Linked DNA regions of Macaca mulatta: region 1 is linked to region 2. A link is a contact called in public Hi-C data. All regions are on one chromosome and are shown on one strand. Each heading gives the region's core, a stretch centred on a gene start, on an enhancer-like site or on the middle of the called end of the contact. The rest is flanking DNA. Distances are from core to core; before and after follow the strand shown. Region 1 holds the start of PPARD (peroxisome proliferator activated receptor delta). Region 2 holds the start of FKBP5 (FKBP prolyl isomerase 5).

The links. A called contact is a pair of places that touch in the nucleus more often than the background predicts.
Region 1: a contact with region 2 is called in a Hi-C map of fetal cortical plate, with 4 times the contacts expected there. The contact joins the promoter of PPARD here to the promoter of FKBP5 in region 2. A contact is called at or near these places in 2 of 14 Hi-C or Micro-C datasets (fetal cortex germinal zone and fetal cortical plate).

What each region holds. Positions count from the first base shown.
Region 1 is chr4:146,930,894-146,937,117 of T2T-MMU8v2.0, forward strand. PPARD (peroxisome proliferator activated receptor delta) reads right to left here and starts at 3,881. Exons shown (of 5, transcript XM_078000255.1): 1 at 3,758-3,881.
Region 2 is chr4:146,535,282-146,542,256 of T2T-MMU8v2.0, forward strand. FKBP5 (FKBP prolyl isomerase 5) reads left to right here and starts at 2,800. Exons shown (of 13, transcript XM_078000277.1): 1 at 2,800-2,869. It overlaps ARMC12 (armadillo repeat containing 12), which reads right to left and starts at 984. Exons shown (of 8, transcript XM_078000291.1): 1 at 239-984.

The DNA of each region.
Region 1 (6,224 bases), core at 2,631-5,130, 400 kb after region 2:
TCAAGAAGCAGCTACTAGGTAATCTGGGACAACATGGCATAGACAATGGCGTCGGGCACAGGGCTAAGCAAGGGCCTGGCAGAATGGACAAAGCCCACAGAGACCTGGATAGGGAGGAAGAGAACGTTTCCAGCATGGGCAATGCTGAGCAGTGGAGCTGGGTCCTGCAATTTCCAGGCCCTTCAGAGGCACTGGAGGAAGGCACCACTGTTCAGCTTCCCAGCCTGCAGGGAGCACTCAGGGAGCTGGGCCTCAGGGACAGGATACAGCTGAAGCCCTTAAACTGACAGATCCAGGGTGGTTGCGGTGGCTCACGCCTGTAATCCCAGCATGTTGGGAGGCCAAGGTGGGCAGATCACAAGGTCAGGAGATCGAGACCATCCTGGCTAACATGGTGAAACTCCGTCTCTACTAAAAAATACAAAAAACTAGCCGGGCGTGGTGGCGGGCACCTGTAGTCCCAGCTACTCGGGAGGCTGAGGCAGGAGAATGGCGTGAACCCAGGAGGCAGAGCTTGCAGTGAGCCGAGATCATGCCACTACACTCCAGCCTGGGCGACAGAGTGAGACTCTGTCTCAAAAAAAAAAAAAAAGTGACAGGTCCAACTCCTGAGAGAGAGGAGCTGCACTACTCCAGGATGTGCCAGAATCCGCAGGCCCTGAACACATCTTGCACAACAGTCAGGACAGCTGTAGGCCCAAAGCAGAGGCCTAATGGCTTCCTAGGCCAGTACCCTACACTCTCTATCCTCTTACCAGGCCCTAAGGGAAGGGGTCTAAGGGACCACGGGTGGGGTTGAAAGGCTGAGGAGGAGCAATTCTTCCTGAATGGGTTAAGGCATATATTACACAAGAAGGCCATGATGAAGAGGCAGAGAAAGGCAGCCGAACGAGCAGTCCGTGTAATCTCAGTGCTCTGGGAGGCCAAGGTGGGGAGGACTGCTTGAGGTCAGGAGTTTGAGACATTGTGAGAGCCTGTCTTTACCAAAAAATTGTTTTTTAATTAGCTGAGTATGGTGGCGTACACCCATAGTCCCCGCTACTCTGGAGGCTGAGGCAGGAAGATTCCCGAGCCCAGGAGTTCGAGGTTACAATGCACTATGATAGCACCACTGCACTCCAGTCTGGGCAACAGAACAAAACCTTGTGTCACAAAAGAAAGAAGGAAACAAAATCCAGACCCAGACTCTGCAAAAATCACTGAATGGGAAGGAATTTGGTAATTGACAATCATGACTACCTTCTCAGAAAACGAGAGTGGACAAACTGCAAGAAGCTATCCAGCTGGGGCTGCTGGTGCCCAAGCTGCTCCACAAGGACTGGCCTTGACCTGTTCTCAAATCTCTCACCTGTCACCACAGCAGAGAGCACTACTAAGGGGTAAGCGCGGCCAGGAGTAACAAACTGCTCAAAAGAGTAAGGAGGAGTCCTTGAGAGCCAGAGACTAGACTAAAAATCTGTCCAACACTTGACCTCTACCCCTTTAGAATGATTCACTAAAACCCTGGAGAGATGCTATTCACAGGAACATGGAAACCCTCTGGTCCAGTCTGCCCAAATCCTTGCAAGTGCTGCAAAGGGGGTCTTGGGGTCAGTGGAGAGGGGACTGGCTCAATGACAGGCCATCCACAATCCTACTGCTTTCACAGAAAACAGTGCACAAGAGGATTACAAAACTTTAAAGTCTGGTCAAGCTGGTTCCTTTGGCTCTCCACCACAGCTCCTAAAGGTTGCCAACTCCTGTGTCCAATCTGGCTCAAAGACAGCACAATTATGAAAAGAGGAGCCCTAGAAACCTGGGGCCAGGTGAAACAATGAGCCTTCATCTCTAAACATGAGAGTGGGTCATGCTTTCAGAATCCTCCAAGATCAGACTGGGTAGAAACAAAGGATATGTTATTTCTTGAATATTTCTTTAGAGAACCAACACCAAATAAAGGAGCTCAAACTGAAGGATATGAAGAGAATTTTCTGTCTGGTAAGGTTAAACATCCAGACACACATGTAAGGTGGTGGGCTCTCAAGTCCCAGAAAAGACAATCTATGTGACTGGAAGCAGACGTGTCTGCTCAAGTTCCTGACAAGGTCTAACTACTGCGGCCCCACAACCTGCCCAGGTAGTTATCAATCTGATACCTCATACTATGCCTGTGCGAAGGGAACAGAACTTTGGGGTTGCCCTTCCTCTTGGATACAGAGGAAATTAAGCTCCCAGGGAAAAAGAGGGAGAATTTGGATTCCCTAGATTCAGAAAAGAACAAAGAAAAAAGAGGGAGAAGAGACTCCAAGAGAACATGTTCAGTGACCAACATCAGAGGCACATTCAGTTAGCCAAAGATTGTCAAAGAGATATGAGAGAAAATCAGCAGCTGTTTCAAGCCACCAATAATAAAAGGACAGATGCCCGCCAGCCCCAGGGCTATCAGGCCAGCAATCTATTTCAAAACTCGAACGGGAAAAAAAAAGTTCTGGAGCCAGTACACAGAAAAAAGGTTGAAGACCACAAGGATTTTCTGGGGCACAGCTTCTGGAGAATTCTCTTAGCCCTCTGGGATGGAGCACAGGGTGGAGGGTGGGAGTGAGGGCACACAAAGGCTGGGGTATCACGGTATAAGTGTATTCCATATATCCAGAGTGGAAAGACACAAAACCCTGGTTCCTGGAAAGGGAAAAGAATTGGACAAAGCCTCTGGCTACCCGAGGCACACATCCAGCTCAGCGCCGTCTCTCCCCAAGGGTTCCTGGAAGTCAACAGCCCTATAAAGGGGAAGTATTAAAGCTGAGATGAGAAGAATGGCCTACAAATTGGACATCATCTCTGATGCAACACCCAAGTAAATTCTCCCACACAATCTGTTATTTCCTTTAGTCAATCAGCCTCCTAATTCGATCAAGGTCTGAACACCTCCACCCCACCCCATGGTTCTGTCAACTGCAGGTCAAGTGAAAGTAGAGTGTGGAGCTAACGCTTCTCCCTGAAGCAGGGGAAAGGAACAGGGAGAGAAAAGGAGGTAGACGACAGGAATGTAGGGGACGGAACCGATACGAAGGAAATTGGAAAGAGGAGCAAAAACAGGGCCTCTTAGGGAGCCAAGGTGAAAGTCTTAGGGAGAGAGGGACTGCAAGCCCGGAGCTGGAAAAAGCCTAGGAACACCCTGGGGAAGAGGATGAGGACCTATAGTACTGGGAGGGATCAGGCCACAGATAAGGGGACAAGGATGGGGAAAGACAGTAAAGCCTGCGAGAACAAGGATGGGAGGATGAAGGCAGGAGACAAGGATAACGAGGGGGACAGAGGAAAAGATCCCCGAAAAGACCCTAGGTAGATACGGCAATGGATTCGGGGACACCAGAAAGGGGTGAAGGAAGAGATCAGAGGCAGGGGAGGGGAGTGGGAGAGGCCCCCGGGCCTGAGACAGGGTTCTCCTAAGTGGGAGGAGACGGAGCCACGAGGCCCAAGAAGGGGCACAGAGTCGGGTGGAAGGAGGCCCGTGTTTCGGACTCACTCACGCAGCTATGGGGGTCCAAGGGCGGGGGGCGCAAGGGCGGCGGGGCGCCTACACGGCAACGCACGGCGGCTGACCGGAGCGGGCCGGAGCATCAGGAAGCCGCCGCGACGCTGTCCGCGGACCCTGGCAGCTCCTCGCACCCCGCGCCCCGCCGCCGGGCCTTGCGCCCCAGTCCCGCTGGCCGCCTCGGCCCAGGCCCGCCGCTTCCCTCCGCCACTTGCCTGCCCGCTTCTCTCGTCTCAGACTGACCTGTCCCTGCTGCCTACGGCGCCACCGCCGCAGTCCCACAGGCTCCGCAGAATTCTCCCGCTCCTGCCAAAACTTTTCCCATTAATCCCCAGGTCCGCGGCTGCCGCAGCGTCACACGCTCCGCGGCCCGGCCCCGCCCCCACCAGCGCGACGTCACCGCGCTGCTCGGCCCTTCCCTCTCCACGCCCCCTTCCGCCTGGCGGCGACCAATCATCACGCCTTCTGGAGACTCCCCTGATTCTGCCTCTCCGCCCACCGCACGCTGCCCAGGGCCCGCCTGTGGCGCCCTCTGGTGCGGGATGCGGACATAGCAGCTAAGGGAGAGCGCCTGGGCCAGTAGAGCAAGTCCAGCAAGTGTCACAAGAGGGAATTTAAAGCTGGAAGGGAATTTCGAGGTCATGTAGTGCAACCTCCTCATCTTACAGTGAAGAAACTTAGTCCTAGAAAAGGTACGGAACTTGCAGTTGGAGAGACTCTTAACCCAGTGCTAGGTCCACTGGAGGAGATCATACCGCCTGTAATTTTCAAAAAAGGACTTTCCGCCTTCAAGAGGCTTCTACAACTGGAAATTTACGGTCTTGGAGTTCTTAACCTTTCTTCCCATGTGCTTATGTAATATGCTTATTCACCTAAAATAGGGGACATCCTCCCTATTGTTGTAGAAAATTCTGTTCTTACATCTTAATCCAGGTCTTGAAGACCTGGAAGGGACCTATTAACCCAACCTATCGCTTAAGATGACCACAGAAAGCTACCTAGCCCCTGGGAGACAATCTGGTGGAAGAAGCTGGCTTTCATCTGGCGATGAACAAAACTTGACTCTCAGGTATATGACCAACGGCTCCTCTCCATCATCATTAAATATTACCCCTCGCCTCTCCTTCGGCCACACCTTCCGTAGGCCACAAGCTCCTTAGGCCACACCCTAGCTATCTGGATGAGTGATTTTTTTTTTTTTTTTTTTTTTTTTTGAGAGACAGTTTCACTCTGTCGCCCCTGCTGGAGTGCAATTGCGCAATCTCAGCTCACTGCAACCTCCGCCTCCCGGGTTCAAGTGATTCTCCTGCCTCAACCTCCCAAGTAGCTGGGATTACAGGCACGTGCCACACGCCGCCCGGCTAATTTTTTTATATTAATTAATTAATTATTTTTTTTTGAGACGGAGTCTAGCTCTGTGGCCCAGGCTGGAGTGCAGTAGCGCCATCTCTGCTCACTGCCAGCTCCGCCTCCCGGGTTCACGCCATTCTCCTGCCTCAGCCTCCCGAGTAGCTGGAACTACAGGCACCCGCCACCACGCCCGGCTAATTTCTGTATTCTTAGTAGAGACAGGGTTTCACCATGTTAGCCAGGATGGTCTCGATCTCCTGACCTCGTGATTCGCCCGCCTCGGCCTCCCTAAGTGTTGAGATTACAGGCGTGAGCCACCGGGCCCGGCCACGCCCAGCTAATTTTTGTAGTTTTAGTAGAGACAGGGTTTTGCCATGTTGCCCAGGCTGGTCTTGAACTCCTGGACTCAAGTTATCCTCCCACCTCAGCCTCCCAAAGTGCTGGGATTACAGGCGTGAGCCACCGTGCCTGGCAGGGATAAGTGATTTTTTTTCCCCTTCTTTCGGCTTCTCTTTTTTTTCCCCCTACTTTTTGAAATGCTTCTGCATTATATTTGTAACTTAGACGTCAACTTCCTTGTCCTTTGAGATTGAGGTAAAAATGGACTGTGAAAGTTAAAGCCCCTCCCTTAATATTTTTTGCAAATATCTGGGGATTTATATTCTCCTAAATATCTCTGCCTCTGGGTTTCTGCTTTTGCCAGGCTGTTGCTGTACCGCAGTTCAGAAGTCTGGAGAGGAAACTCAGCTCTCCCTGAAGACTGCCCGCACCCTTCCCACACAAAACATTCACGAGTACAAAGACATTGGGGTACTCTGGGCCCTGGGGGAGGTCATATGATACATGGCAAACAGTTTAAACTCACCCCTCAGAAGTTTTTAAAAGTCCTTTCCACACCCCCAGCTGAGGTTTTCTAACTGGCCCTGCACCCTCTAGCCTCCTCCCAAATCACTAACTCTCCCTCCTGCCCCACCATTCTCTCCTCTGTCCCACCCTCTCTGGAGAAAACACAAATTCCTCTGGCTTTCTAGGGAGAAAGAGAAAGAGACATTTTAACCGTATCTCTTTGTTGCTTAAATTCCTGCCAACACTCATGCTTTGAAGATCTGTCTACCCCTATCAGGCTTATTTCCCCTGTAAACTAAAAATAAAATCCTAAGCCCCCTAATTGAATGGACCCTCTTGGCCAAGGGGACCCCAGAAAAACCTTAAAAACTGAATTTCCAACCATGACAGGTCAGGAAGTCAGACATGCCTGGTTATACTCCCTCCCTTTTGCAGTTTAGACACAACATCTGACCAGCATCAATGTTAAAATACAGATCATAGGCCGGGCGCAGTGGCTCACGCCTGTAATCCC
Region 2 (6,975 bases), core at 1,550-4,049:
GGACTAACAGATTCAGATGATGTCATTCCTATTTTGAGAATTAAAATGTATTTATTAGGTCAGGCGTGGTGGCTCACACTTGTAGTCTCAGCACTTTGGGAGGCTGAGGTGAGTGGATCTCTTGAGCCCAGGAGTTTCGAGCCTGGCCTGGGCTCAAGCAAAACCCCCACTCTACAAAAAATACAAAAATTAGTTCAGCATGGTGGTGCATCTCTGTAGTCCCAGCTACTCTGGAGGCTGAGGCGGCAGGACTGCCTGAACCTGGGAGGCAGAGGTTGCAGTGAGTTGAGATCACACTACTGCACTCCAGCCTGGGTGACAGAGCCAGACTCTGTCTCAAAAAAACAGAAGTATTTTCTTTAATGATGGTGATAATAGATGGTAGGTACGTTCTGTGTGCTCTTAGGGAGCATAAATTAAAAGCTGCAGCTCTTTATGGGAACCTGGCTTTCACTTGTTTTCTTGCTTTTTCTGTCAAATCCAGAAATCTGGAACCACTGGTTAAAGAGAAGTCTGACAGCCAAAATACACACAGCCAGCTGTGAGTTACTTACCTGCCTTACCCAGGAAAAGGACATGGGCTGCTCAAGCACACACCTCTTTGCCATCTATGCCAGCATTTTTACCTTCAAGGCCGATGTTCTCATCATGTTAAGTACATTTGAGTTTAGTAAATAAGTACGGGTTCTAGCCAGGGTTCAAAACCAGTTCAGGGCAGGGCGCGGTGGCTCAAGCCTGTAATCCCAGCACTTTGGGAGTCGGAGACAGGCAGATCACAAGGTCAGAGTGGCCAGCCTGGCCAACATGGGGAAACCGCGTCTCTACTAAAAAATACAAAAATTAGCTGGTGATGTGTACCTGTAATCCCAGCTACTCAGGAGGCTGAGGCAGAACTGCTTGAACCCACGAGGCGGAGGTTGCAGTGAATCGAGATCGCACCACTGCACTCCATCCTGGCAACAGAGGGAGACTCCGTCTCAAAACCAGTTTAGTCACGGATTTAGCTTTGTGGTCTCCTTGTGCCTCATTTTCCCCACCTGTAAAATAGAAACAATAAGACTTACTTCATGGGATTGCGAGGATTAAGTAAAGCACTTGGAACAGTGCCCAGCACACAGAGCTCAACAAATGTTGACTATAATCCTAATTATCTCCGCAGGTTTCACCTGGACAACATGTGGGGTGTGGGCAGGCAGTGAGAACACAGACGGTAGCCCTCAATGCATCCCAGCCTGAAAAGCACATGAGTCAGCCCTTCCTTCCACTTACCCACTACCTCTCACGCTAGTCGTTGTCTTTTTTTTTTTTTTGATACGAGTCTGGCTCTGTCTCCCAGGTTGCAGTGCAGTGGCGCCATCTCGGCTCACTGCAAACTCGGCCTCCCAGGTTCGAGCAATTCTTGTGCCTCAGCTTGCCGAGTAGCTGGAACTACAGGCGTGCACCACCGCGCCTGGTTAATTTTTGTATTTTTAGTGGATTGGATTTCACCATTTCGGCCAGGCTGGTCCCGAACTCCTGCTCTCAGGTGATCTGCCTGCCTCGGCCTCTCAAAGTGCTGGGATTACAGGCATAAACCACCACACCAGACCTCCCTGGTCTTCTTAAAGTGAATCAATCCGAATTCCTGTAATCCATGTAACTGCTTTGAGTGACTCTGGAACCCTCTTTGAAGCCCCCACAAATACCTAAAAGAGGAGCAGGAGCGCTACAACACATTCCCCTAAACTGTGTTTCTAAGAACCATCCAACTACCTGTGGAACCCTAAGGCCCCTTCCTCATCTCTTTACCAATATCCTGGCAATGGTTGTTTGAGCCTAGTTAATGACAGAAGCTCCAGCCAGATGCTGTTGGGGGTCCTCTACGAAAAGACACCGCCATTCCCGAGGGTGATACTGCAGCGGCCCAGTACTTGTGCGCATAGAAGCTAAGGGGAAATTGCCCTACCCTAAACTCCAGTGAAAAGCCCTTTGCAGTCCGACAGGCTTGCATTCACATCCCAGCAGTGTGGGGTTTGGACAAATTCCATAATCTGAGTCTGTTTCCTCTTCTAGAACGCGAGTCTATGAATTCCTGTCTACTGCCTGGAAGTGCCGCTGTCAGGACTGACTAAGATAATGTGTGTACTTTCGGTGCACAGGGGACGCTCAACACGTGCGAGCTTCCCTTGCAGAAAACCAAGAGATGAAAGGCTGGGGGCCGCCCCTGCCTTGACGTGCATCCCATACTCTCCGAGATCATCTCTCCCCAGCTAGCGCTTACTCCTGCCCAGGAACCAGATCCTGGGGCCTCCGGGTAGCTCCGGCTAAGGCGCGGGAAGCAGAGGGGGCCAGCGCCCCCAGAGGAGGAGGTTGGGGGGGAAGGAGGCCGCGCCTTTCCCCGCCCCGGGCCTCCCCCCGTCTTGCTCTCCCTCCCCGGACTACCTCCTCCCCCCGCGCGCATCCGGCGACGGGCACAGGATGTTCTTTCGCTCCCGTCCCCGCTCCGCCCCCGCTCTCACTTTCTCTTCGCTCCCCTCCCCCACTCGCGCCGCGCCCGGCGCCGGCACCTAATTTAACTCTTTCTCTCCCGCGCTCGTTGGCGCCTGTGCGCCTCCTGGGCGGGGGTCCCATCCTTCCCGCCCGCCCCCCAGGACGTGGAGCGAGGGGGCTGACCGGGAAGGGGCGGGCCTGAGCTGAGCGCTGGGCCCAGGTTCTCAGGATCCTTTAGCCCGCAGCTGGTGGAGAGGGCTCACCGGGATCCGGCACTCTAGAACCCCCGCTAGTTCACCCGGGTAAGGGTGGGGGTGGAGATGGGTACCCACACTCGAGACAGCTGCGCGCCCAAGAAAGGCGGCCAGGCGGGCTTAGATGCTGGCCCGGCGGGGGGCGAGTAGGGTCAAGGGCCACCAACCTCATCCTCCCCCCAGGTTCGGATGCGGAGGGGCCCAGGGCACCAGCAGAGGATGGAGAGAGGCCACGCCCCTCGGCGACGTCACTGATGTCAAGGCAACCGGGGGCGGGACGGTGGGCTACTGAAGGGCAGACCTCAGGGAATTGAGGCTGCCGGTGGCTCTGGGACGGGGTGGGGGTGGGGGTGGGGGCGCAGCAGGGGCGGGCTTTTCAATTTGCTTCAGTCAATGATGTCCAAAAAACGGAGTGAGGGTCAGCTTCTGTTCGCTCTTTGATTCAACAGGCATTTATTGAGCGTTATGCTTGGGGCTGTGCTTAGGCACTGGGATATTGCGTGCCATCCGAACCCTGCCAGTTGTTGTGAACTACGGTAGGGTGGCTCTGCGTCCCTGGAACGGACGTAATTATTAACAGTGCCCCTTTTCAAGTTTAAAGTGTCCCAGTATGGGCAGTAGTTAAGGAACACCTTTCTCCCAATTCAGAAAAGGCTCCAACCATACGGGGAAGGAATATAAACTATTGGGTACAACAGGCACTTTCCTGGTGCTTTGTATTCTCTGTAATTTTTGCCCCTCATTCTGCAAAACGAGTGTCACTAGCGGCTTTTACAGACGAAGAAACTGGCTCAGAGAGGTTAAGAGACTTACCCAGGGCCAAACAGCTAAGTGTTGGAACCAGGATCCAGACCCAAGTTTTATGTGCCCTCCAAAGTATTTCGTGCCTGCTTCTCAAAATAAGTAGATGATGTCAAATAAATAAAAGACACTGTCCCTGCCATTAAAAAGCCTACAGCCTATGGGAGAAGAGGTTTAAAATACTGCAGGACATAACTAAGCAATAAAACATAAAAAAGATTAGGTGGGGCACGGTAGCTCACTCCTGTAATCCCAGCACTTTGGGAGGCTGAGGCGGGTGGATCACCTGAGGTCAGGAGTTTGAGACCAGCCTGACCAATATGGTGAAACCCCGTCTCTACTAAAAATGCAAATATTAGCTGGGCGTGGTGGTGTTCAACTGAAGTCCCAGCTACTCGGGAGGCTCAGATAGGAGAATTGCTTGAACTGGGGAGGCAGAGGTTGCAATGAGCCGAGATCGCCCCACTGCACTCCACCCTGGGCGACAGAGCAAGACTCAATCTCAAAAAAAGAAAAAAAAAGGAAAAGATTAAAGGCAGCTCACAGGCTCAGAGGGAAGCCACTAGTTATGCCACTCTCCTTTCCACATTCTGCCCTCCTCTGTGGTTTTGTCTCTTACTGAACAGGGACTCCTAGCAGGCATCTGCCCTCATTCTGCTCTGCACCCAAGGTTTTGCAGTTGGTATTTGCCACAACCTTCCTGATATTAACTTGGATGTCGGCCTCTCCCTTCCCCACCAGCTCCCCACCTCCAGCCACCTAAGATTTTGGGGAAATGAAAAACAGTGGCCCTTCAAAACAAAAGGGCCCCAGTGAGCATTGGGAAGCCAATAGGCTTGATGGGACTGGGGAGACCAAGGCAGGAGAGAGAATTGGAACGGTGGAAAGGGAACACCACCAAATGGATGGGTCACTTGAGGAACATTTGCTGCCCTCCTGCTGTGCAGGAGGCACTGCACTCAACCCTGTGGCCTGGACATGCCATGAGTGAATTCAGGTCCCATCTCACAGAGAATACACAGCTTAGCTAGTGTACTCACTGTGCTTGGTTGAGGAGTCTGAAGTTGATAACATACACAATAAATGATGTTTGAGAAAGATTATTCCAGCAGGGTGTGTAGGAGGAAGGAAAAAGAAAGGACAGTGTAGCAGCTGCTGTGAGAATTTGGGCCAAAGGTGGAATCTATGGGGCTGGAGGGGAAAGGGTGAAGGAGAAAAGTAATGAACAAACAATATATTTTGAAATAAAAGCAACAAAGGGAAGAATTTGATAAGATATCAGACATAAGGATGATGAAGGAGAGAAAGTAGTTAAACATTAATCTACCTTTGCAGTGAGTTTCAGGACTGGGAGGGTCATGGTGGGCAATGGGGAGGAGCTGGTGTGAGGGACATGAATATGAGTTCAGTCACTTCTAGGCCATGTAAGGGCAGGTGTCCCGTAGGTGACTGGACTTGGAGATAGGGAAGTCCAGAAGAGCAGTGGGCTGCTGTCTGAGAGTGTCCCTGTCATAGCCTCGAGCAATCACTGACCTGGGATCACGGACAGATTTCAAGCATCAGGAAGAAGGTGGGAGTAGATGGCAGTGAAGGTGCCTCCCAACTGGGAGATGCAGTGTGCATTGGCTGGGTGAGAGCCTGTGTGGGAAGTGTGATGTATGTATGGGAAGGGGGTCCACGGCTCAGGCCTGTGTTGGCATCTTTAGCCACAGAGGGTGCCAGAGATGCCATCAGATGGCAGGAGGCCCAGGTAAGGCACTTCAGCAGCCTGAGGTCCCTCCCCTAGGCCCACCCTCAAAGGCCCTGGAGCCCAGGCCTATGCTGCCTGCCAGGGCCTTTCCCGGAACCACTCCTCCCCGCCTGCCCTGGCACTCTCCAGGCACAAAGCATCCCTCAGGGCACTGCGCAGCACCCCAGGAAGCTGGGACGTGGGGCAGGTCCCCATCCCCAGGAAGAGCCCTGCTCTGGGCTGCTGTCATCATCACAATGGCCCCACAAGATGCCAGGACACAGCATAGGGACAGCATAAGTCCCCAGTGGGGACCCCAAATGGGACCCCATTTCCCCTGCATAGAGGTGGAAGGAGGAGGTTTGTGGCTAGGTGGCAGGATTCCTGGGTCTTTATTGTGGTTTGGGGGTGGGGGCAGAAAAGCAGGGTCTCAGGCTTCAAAACACCACACCACCTGCCTGTTCCTCCCTCCGAGGAGGAAATCTTCAGGGGCCTTGTGGTTTTGAGGGGAGGGGGCAGGAAGAGACTCTGAACTCTGGGTCAGCTGAGGACAGAGATAGGGGAGATCCTCTTGCCCTATGTCCCACTTTTCTTCTAGGATCCTCTTCCTCGGCTCCCTACTCCGCCACTACCCCAGAACAAACTCCTACCTCTGTTTGCAACTAAGAGTTACATCCCCCATGCCAAGACCTTCCGAGGCGTCCCAGAGGGGTGAGGTTTGGGGAAAACAGAACATGTACACAGCAGCTGTGTGCCTGGCCACACCTGTCGGGTGGGGTGAGGAGAGTGCTCCTCCCAGGTGGGCAGAGCCTGCTGCGCTCAGGCTGGGGGCTGGGAGACGCTTTAATACAGGGGCTAGATGGCAGAGAGATGCGCGAACCGGCCACGTGGAGGTCCAGCGCGGTAGGCTCGGGCGCAAGCAGAGGAGCGGGCCGTACGCTCGCCCCTCCCGTTCCAGGGAGCCGCCGAGTGCCGGGTCGTCGCTGACCGCAGGCTGCAAGAGCGGTTGATCTGGTGAGCGAGCACACCCACTTACCCAGCTGCTGAGTCAGGCTGTTCTCGCTCGCGCTCGCCCGCCCGCCCGCCCGCTCGGGACATTGTGTTCCAGCCCCGGCGCGCTGGCAGCGGGCCCAGGCGCTCACACCAGCCTCCTCGCCCTGTTTGTGCTCGCGGCTTGCGCTCGGCGCGCAGCCTCCCGGCCGCCGCAACCATGCGATTGCACGCTGGGGCAGGGGCTGGCCAGCAACCTCCGGGGTGCGCGTGGGCCCCGCAGCCCTGCCCACTCACCGGCCTTGGAGCACCCAGGCCTAGCCATCCCCCATTTGCCCCTGGTTGGGTACCCCAGGCTTGGGTGGCGCCTGGATTAGCACAGCTGGGGGAGGGAGCAGGTGTGGGGAGCTCTACGAGCAGAAGGAGCCACCCAGGCTGCCGCCAGCGCTCTCCAGCGCTCAGTCCGTGCCTCTCCAGCGCTCAGTCCAGGAGGCAAGAGGAGGATAGCTGGAGCTCGCCAGCCCCAGACTTGCGAGACCTGGGACGCAGTCATGTGACAACGGAAGCCCGTGTTGAGGGGGCCAATTCAAGCAATCCCCAGGAGGAGCCTCCCCTTTCCTAGCCTCCCTTCCCTGATCCTTCACAGCAGCCTGGAACACGGAGACTCCAGGGATTCCCGGGGCTGGCAAACCAAGCCCAGCCCTTTTGGACGGTTTGGGAAATCCCTGGCAG